Regions from separate parts of the Oryza sativa genome. Here region 1 is linked to region 2. Evidence: chromatin contacts called from public HiCAR-type data. All regions are on one chromosome and are shown on one strand. The core of a region is the stretch at or near the end of the contact, and the rest is flanking DNA. Distances in the headings are between cores, read along the strand shown.

Region 1 (4,331 bases), core at 1,160-3,659, 160 kb before region 2:
AGCCCGTAATGTAAAAATGGCAGATAAAAAGAAGTTTTACAGGTGTGTCTGACATAGAAAGCATACCAAATCTCCATTGCAGTAAACTTCAAAGGCACCAGAACTTTGTAGGAAAGATTGCGCAAAATTGCCAAATAGCCAGATTGTTGCCATGGTTCCAAATCTATTGGCACGCAGTGAGTAGTACCATGGGGGTGGAACCATTCCAAGTCTGGGGAAAATATGATCACCAGCCATTATTGTTGCAATGGCTCCAACCTGAAGAATTGGCACAAGTTTGCCAAGTACACGTTTGGGGAAGGGTGGAGGGTAATTGTGCAAGATAACATGAATGCCTGGAAATGATGTTTCCAGCATGCGCTTCATAGTCATTGCAGTCCCCCTACAAAATGTTACTCAAACTATCAGTGTAACCTGCAGATGCAAAGCATAGAATCTATTGAATTGTCTTTTGGATGGACAAAAGATATTTTTATAAATTAGAAAGAAGAGGAGAGGCTATTTAGGCACACAACTTTAATTGCTCTTTCAACTAAAATCCATTAGTAATCAAGGTAAGACAACAAGTACCAAAGTCCACAGATTGAGAAATATACATATCAAACTTTAACTATAATAACTAATTATGTTCTATGTTATAAATACAAAGTAAATTAAGTAAATACTCATGCTTTCAGCTTAGGAGATCTATATCCATATATAACAATTTTTTATATGGTCCATATCACATTTTATTGCATGCAATATTTCACTGTAACCTAAAATTCAATTGTCTGGTAACAGTATACAAATAATTCAAAGAGTTCTTTTACTGCCTATTGAGCATTTTTGGAATGTCCTACTACTTTGTCATAGCATGATCTTAGAGCAAACTTGTGGTATTTGTCTGAGTAATCAAACTTTCCATGGAACAAATAAGCCTCCTCAGGTGCATAACTAATTCCATGGAACAAAATGTGTTTTACCAAAAAAATAGAGAGTGTAGGAACATCGCAACAAGTTAAGCATAAAAAGTAAAATCTGCAAATATCTATTGATCCACAACGAATCCAAGCTAAAACTTTCTGATCCCAAAGCTATAAGTAGGGAAAGTGTGATATTCAGTGAATGCACAAATACCGGCATTTCATACTAACTGAATCACACATACTCGGCATTGGCATGTAACATCTGAAATTCTGAACGCAAGCTAGAGGCTTATATGTGCAAAGCAGCTGAAAGCATGGATCAGCACATATATGCAATGTATCATCACAAATTGTCTCATCTCAAAATAGAAAGAGCTAAATGAGATGAGTGTCATAGGCGGTGGGCAGAGAGATCGAGGTCTTAGGGACGGGATAGAGTCGGTTGGATAGGATTAGACTGGGTCCTCCCCTCCATCCTTATATAGGTGATTCACACTGTGTATGACTGTTATCATTTACATTTTTCTTTCTAATATGTCCAACAGATCATTCACACTGTGTATTAACGATAACTGCAGAACCCATATCCCATACAAAGTTCCCCACTACTGCTAAGATGTAATCGTGAATTTAAGAAGCGAACTGGAGTGAGGCTTACAACTACCAAGCATGGAGTGTTATGAGTGTACATATGAACACAGGACGTATGGCAGTAATCGATCATATGTAGCACTAGAGTGGAGTACCAAGCAATCCCACCTAGCAAATCTTTGTGCGGAGTAGATTTTTTTTTAGATGGTTTTGTGCAGGATAAATCGAACTGAATATTATCAACTGTGGCAAGCACACAACTAAGCCGCTTGGTGCTCGCTACAACAATAGTATGCTCATTTAATCTGCACAGAAATAATCCAACGAACCAACTGCGGCCACTGATACCACATGAACGCAAAACACACTGGACTAACGAAACTCACTTGTACGAGCAGGAGGCGCAGAATTGCAGCTCGACGGTGGTGCCATATCCAGCTCCATCAACGTTAGCCTGCTACAACCGTGCCAAACCCCCCAAAAAAAAGAAAATCAGCACGCCGCTTAGATCGCAGCAACAGAAACTCGGGCTAGGGTTCACGACCCACCCACCTGTATGGCCTCCGCGGCGGGATCGGGGTGAGGGTGGGGGTGATGGTGCGGCGGATGCGGGTGGTGAGGCGGGTGGGGGTGATGCGGCGGATGCGGGTGGTGAGGCGGGTGGGGGTGATGCGGGGGGTGGTGGTGAGGCGGATGGGGATGGTGGTGCGGCGGGTGGTGGTGGGGGTGCCGGAGATGCGGCGGCGGCGGCGCGAAGATGTGGGAGAGGTCGGAGAGGAAGAGGAGGGCGGGGAGACCGACGAGGAGGAGCTGCACGCGGTCCATGGCTTACCACTACTCACACTGCTGCGCTCCGCGTCGCCTCCTCCTCCTCCCAACCTTTTGAGAGGACGCGGAACGGAAGGAGGACGACCCGCGACCGGCGACGCGATGCGATGAGGGAGCGACGAAGCTTCCGCTTGGGTCACTGACAGGTGGGCCGCGGATATGCGGGTCCCAGTTGTCAGTGGGAGTTTATAGGAACAGCGCGAACAAGGCCGGGAAGGTGGGGGAATCTTTGGTAGTGGTCGGGCTCCGTCGCTCCGATGGTGAAGGCCGACCTCCGTCTTTTTGGGTCGCGCGGTGTTCTGCAAGAGTGTCTCGTTGGGCTCTAGGCCTCCTGGGCTAGATTGGAAATATGGGCTCTAGCCCTCTGCGATTTGCAGACCATTTGGTGGAATAAGTCTATGTTGCCTACTACCTCATTTGTTGCTCTCGGTCGAATCGCATCCCTCATCACAAAACTGGTTATAACACCTCCCTCAGCTTCTAGAACTAGTGCAAATCAATTTATTCAGAGATTTAGCAAGCAGTTTATGCTGATGTGGTAGGTTGACTTGGTCCATCTGTGCTAATGTGGAAGCCTAGTCATCAAATGAATTGAAAATAAAAGTGGGGCCGTAACAAGGTAAAAAAGAAACTATAGTGCCCACTTGTCAGCCCTATTCCTCCCCTCTCAATCTCGACGCACCATGCAGACGCAACCCGCATCTCAACATGTCGCCTTGGCGTCATTGCCGCAGGAGGAAGGGGAGGGGACTGTCACGGCAGTCGGCAGCAAAGGATGCGCTTGGCGGGCGGAAGAGGACAGCAATGATGATGACACGCGGGGCCCACAACAATGACTACCACCGCTGTAGCCCTCTCTTCCCCTCATGTTGCCATCTTCCTCCACGGCAACCTCGAGGTTGACGACCAGGAACATGAATAGGTTGGTGTGGAATCGATCGAGGCGGAGCTCACACATGCGGTGGGGGCAGAGTGGTATAGGAGGAAGGTGAGGTTGGTGAGGAGCACAAGGAAGAGGAGGAGCGGGAGCGTGCGAGTGGAGGTGGACAAGGACATAAACAAATAATAGCATCGGTGGAGGATGAGGAGGCAATGGAATGAGGGAGAGAGATGGGTGGACGACACATGGGGGCCACTATGATATTTTAGTGGCTGTTTGGATTGTAGCCAAAATAAACCTTACTAAGTTTTGTCAATGCCAAAATTTTGGCATAATAGTAATAATTGCCAAAATTTTGGCAGGATTTCTTATGTATTGACCAAATTTAGCAACAAACTAAATGTAGACATTTTTTTGGCAGCTTTACCAAAAAATGATATAGTTAAAAATAGCATAAAAGTGAACGTGCCCTTAAGTTTTTCTGCTGACTCGGCAAGTCAAACGTGGTTAGCTTACCATGTCAACGTAAACCACTTTCTAAATCATCGAAGGAATTGATTTGCACCGATTTCTGAAGTTGAGGGATGTGTTATATCCAGTTTTGTGGTTGAGGTATGCGATTCGATCAAGGTAAAAGAAGAGGGAGGCAAAATAGACTTATTCCCAAATGGGTAGCAATTAGCATCGGCCCAATTCCATACCACCATTGTGATCAAGTCAAGCACTATTCCAGCATGACTGGGCGCTTTTCTGGTAAATTTCGGTGCAGCTTTGGGAGAACGGGAGCTACTACGAGTCTACGAGCTACCTCTACCGGCGGGAAGAAAATGCTCTACTCCAAAGGCGATTCCTGTGCAATTTCCTCGACTTACGTCTTTTGAGAGAGAATCTTCTCTCTACCGCCTGAATGCTACGAGAACAGCTTCAAATATTTCCTTTCTTCCAGCGACACGCCATAAGTGCTCACCACTCGAACTCGTGCGGTAAAACTTTGGTGGTGTAAGGCGAAAGTGAAACGTGCAATCATTAACCGAACTCCGAACTGTGCACTCCAGTGTCCACTCCAACTCGTTCAGTCATCTCGGCTTATATGGTCCGACAGGCGACAAGGCGACATTGTGGCA
Region 2 (4,399 bases), core at 1,468-3,967:
CTCATTTATGTCACCGTATGAGACATCATCTACTAAACTATAACTAGAACGAATTGACGGTTTTGCCTAGGTTTAAGTCAAAATCTCAAAACCACACTTGCATATTTTGGAGACTAGTTACATGCCTGTGCGTGCAACATATCCGAAGATAAAAAAGTAATTCAGTTTTGTTTATGCCTTTCTTTCATGGGCTTTTCTAGAGCCGTTTTTTTGGAAGGGGAGGGAGAACGACTGAGATTTTAAAGTAGTTAAAGATATTATTCCGTGATTAGTTCTTGATTTCCAGTACTATTTGCATTGACACCAAATTGTTATACGCAATCTGCAGGACAAGATGAGGGAGAAACTACTCTACGCGATTACGGAAGGTCAGGGGTCCTTCCACTTATCTTGACTTGAAACTGATAGCATCTAGCTGCGCATGCCATCACACGCAGTAGAAATGTGTGTTTTGTAAGTATCACGTAGGAAAACATGGTGTAAATGTGGGTGGTTCACTGCTTAACTTACCAAGACATATGATTCGGGTGGAGCTGATGTTAGGAAAGGGAAAAAACTGAGGTGGCGCATGCCCTTCCTTCTCTGTACATAGTGGTAGTTGCCTGTAGGTGTGCTCAAGTAGTCGCGAACATGGCGACTCTCAGCTTAGCTCGCTGCTGTTGATGCAAACCTTCTCTTTTGGTGTAAATATACGTGGCTGGTGAAAATCTTCAATACTATTACTATCCATCGTTCTGTTCGCCTATTGGAGCTTATATTGCCTAATACGTTTGGAAGCATTTGTTACCAGCTCTCAGTTTCAGGACTGTCTGCTCGTGGTGCAGAGATTTCACGACGGATCAATTCTTACGATGTAAATTTCTTTTTCAACAACAGGTCGCTCTATGCTTGGGTTGGTTCTCTACCCAATCAAAAAATCGGTAGCAACGAAAATTTTGATATAGGCAGGGTTAAAGTTTTCGATAAGGTCATGCCTTGCCTTTGTGGGGACACATTTCGCATGTACGTGTTCGTGGTCATGTTGGCTTCAGCATGAGGTTGTGTCTGCATTCACTTTTGAGCTGCTGTTGTGTTTGTGTCATTGTGTGTTTCCGCAAAGCTTCGCGTTGACGCCAAAAGTTTTGCTTCGCTGGACGGCCGAAGTCGCTAGAAAATGGCGACACGGTTCGCTTCCAGATGCGATGGGAGTCCTGTGTCTGTCTGTCCCGGTTAAATAGCGGAAGGCAATCATGCGCATCTGTCGAATATATGCCGGTTAAGTATAGGTCCTGGAGATGATGATATGCTATACTAACTACTAGTATACTACTCCCCTCATGTTGTTGCTTTGTCCATAAGCCTTAAAACCTAAAAGAAAATTCTCACTTGCACAATCACTTGCAGTATCAGGCAGCTTGATCTTGCCGATCTTATTTAATTGTAATTGTGTCCGAGGATGAGGATGATAAGGTTGTTATTTAGCTGCAACATCTTGCGATCCGCAGTTGACTTTACACATACGGGACGCAAAGTGAAAGGGTAGAACACGTGCAACGGTGCAAGAGATGATAATCATTTCTGAAGAAAAGTTTTCGGTCCTCAAATACTTTGTTAGTTATAATTGTAATAGTAATTCTGTCCAAAAAGATAATGTTGTTTGCTTGGAACATCTTGACATAAAGCTGTCTGTTCAGATACCATCTGTTTGTTCCCTCAGAAAAACACGTTAGTCATGTCTGCCTTTTGTAAATATCTTGTCGTCCTATCGTTCAGTATTGATATTTTCATAGGACTATCACAGTCTTCTAGTCGTTTTAGTAAAAGCTGACCTATAATATAATTAAATGGCTTAGATGCGCATACCTTAGTTCTGGACTTGTCATCACTGCCGATCGATTTACAAGCATATCCAATTATCCATGTATGTATTCAATAGGTATTACTTAACTTATTCACTTTGCTTAAAAATACAAGTACTTGTAGAACTTTTTACAGAAACTAAGAAGCGAAATGAAATTAAACGAGTGATAATTGTGATTAGTTTAGATGAAAAATTATGTGAAAAATCTATACGAAATATGGTTGTAATTGGTTGAGATAATATAACAAGTGATGAAGTAGCTATATTTTAAAACAAAATTTAACGCTTGAAGTAGCTATTTAATTGTTGTTACAATGACACTGCTTTACAACCTATGGCAATGTAAAACCTTTAATAAAATACTCCATCCAGTCAAAAATAATTGAGGTCAGCGTCACGTATAGCAGCGGTAGCTTCTAATATTCCCGGCTAATTACCCTCCACTGATGAATGGTGATATATAACAAATGTTCACTCGTATATTAAGAACGGCATAAAATCAAATGCCTCGTGTATCAGAGGAAGAAGCGGGAAAAAAAAAGCAAATCATAAATGTTTTTTATGGCAAATCTCACATTCTATTTGTGATGTAAAACTGTAAAACCCCCACGTTGTGTGCACTCTCACCAAACGACAAACTCACCTCAATCCAAAACTTTTTTTTTCTAAAAAAAACCTAAAACAAAAGGCTACAAAAAGGCAAAAGAAAAACCCAAAAAGCAAAAAAGAAAAAAAGAAATCTCCTCCCCTAGACCCCTACACCCGGTCCACCGTGCACCGGCCAGGCAAACCCAGTCAGCCAAACCCTCACCCGTACCCCCCACGCGGCGGCGCCCGCGTCCGCCCTATATATACCCCTCCACGAACGGCCCTGATACCCCGACCCCTTCAATCGCGCCCGCCTCAGCCGCCTTCTCTTCTCCAGCGTCCGATCTCCCCCTCTCGCCTCTCCGCCTCACCTCCGCTCCGCTTCCCACCCCCGCTTCCTCTCTCTCTCCTCTCCCCCTCTCTCTCTCTCTCTCTCCTCCTCGCTTCACCACCTCGCGCCCAACCCCCCTCTCTCTCCTCTCCACGTCGCGCCCTCTCCGCGCGCGCCCGCGCTTCTATATAAGGTACGCCTACGCCTCTCTCTCCTTCGCTCGAATCCCATTTCTAGGGTTTTGGGATGCGGGGACTGATGGATCTAGGGTTTGGGTTTGGGTGGTGGTGGTGCAGGAGGGGGGAGGTGGGATGGCGGATGGGCCGGGGAGCCCGGGGGGAGGAGGGGGGAGCCACGAGAGCGGGAGCCCGAGGGGGGGAGGGGGAGGAGGGGGAGGTGGGGGTGGGGGTGGGGGGGTGAGGGAGCAGGACAGGTTCCTCCCCATCGCCAACATCAGCCGCATCATGAAGAAGGCCATCCCGGCCAACGGGAAGATCGCCAAGGACGCCAAGGAGACCGTGCAGGAGTGCGTCTCCGAGTTCATCTCCTTCATCACCAGCGAGTGAGTCGTCGCCCTCGTCCTCCCCCCTCTTGTGCTCTGCTCTGCTCTGCTCTGTCTTCTTTTGAGTTTTGAGCTTTGAGCTCGTTGTTTGACTTGTCGTTGGCGGCGATGAGATGTGACTGGGTTTTTGTTGTGGTGGGGCAACATTACAGGGCGAGCGATAAATGCCAGAGGGAGAAGCGCAAGACCATCAACGGCGACGACTTGCTGTGGGCGATGGCCACGCTGGGCTTCGAGGACTACATCGAGCCCCTCAAGGTCTACCTGCAGAAGTACAGAGAGGTGCGTACTGATGTGGATGTTTGGAATTGGGGTGATTCTCTGTTGATTTAAAAAGGTTTAGTTATTGCTTTGCGAGTTAGGTAGGGACATCGCTAGTTTGCTTTTTCGAGGTGTGTCTGAATTACTAATAACTTGCTTGGTAACCTTAATATTATTAGGGAGTATACTCTAGTAATTTGTTCAACTTGAGGACGGATGGATAACTTGTAATGTTTGTGGTATGAGCTAATTTCTTTAGCTCATGTTGCTTTGGAAGAAAGATTCTTGTCAGCAAATCTTGCTTTATGATTCCAATTTTATACCGTGAAAGGAATGGTTGGAATATGGTGTTAGTACATTAATTAATTAATTGAAAGCTGTTGCTTGGACCTGAAAACACAGCAGTGATCATTTGCAGTAACCTACTAACCTTGTACCAAGTCCAAATTTTTATGAATCGTTGAGCTACTAAAATGCTATTTAATTCATTTACCATGTTTACCGTCAATCTTAAATTTTATAAGATCCAATGCAAATACAGTAAAATGTTTTGAATCAACCAGAGATCCTATAAAAAGATCACCTTTACACTGAAAGTTTACTTACCTGAAGATAAAACTTCCTACTTACACGACATATCATAGTGTAGCTTTAAAAAAAGACCAAATTCTCTACAACATTTTTTTTAGTGTAGCCTGGAGTTAAAACATTAATACTTTGTGTATGCCTGTCATTTTCGTTTGTTAAGTCTCCTTTATCAATCTAATATGGCTTCTCTTGTTTGTTTTTGTTTGGTGAATGGCTGTGCTGGTTGCAG

What was found. HiCAR-type assays count read pairs that join an accessible place to other places.
Region 1: a HiCAR-type map of leaf shows a contact between it and region 2, with 2.1 times the contacts expected there. The contact joins the promoter of LOC4339054 here to the promoter of LOC9268669 in region 2. A contact is called at or near these places in 2 of 15 Hi-C or Micro-C datasets (leaf and seedling) and 1 of 4 datasets of contacts at active chromatin or transcription factors (leaf).

What each region holds. Positions count from the first base shown.
Region 1 is chr5:23,044,400-23,048,730 of ASM3414082v1, reverse strand. It overlaps LOC4339054 (selT-like protein), which reads right to left and starts at 2,409. Exons shown (of 4, transcript XM_015781897.3): 1 at 2,052-2,409; 2 at 1,886-1,953; 3 at 67-382. The coding sequence starts at 2,324.
Region 2 is chr5:22,885,970-22,890,368 of ASM3414082v1, reverse strand. It overlaps LOC9268669 (nuclear transcription factor Y subunit B-3-like), which reads left to right and starts at 2,717. Exons shown (of 8, transcript NM_001404884.1): 1 at 2,717-2,952; 2 at 3,056-3,321; 3 at 3,474-3,603. The coding sequence starts at 3,071. LOC4339037 (E3 ubiquitin-protein ligase UPL4) reads left to right here. Exons shown (of 17, transcript XM_015784234.3): 17 at 329-743. The coding sequence ends at 394.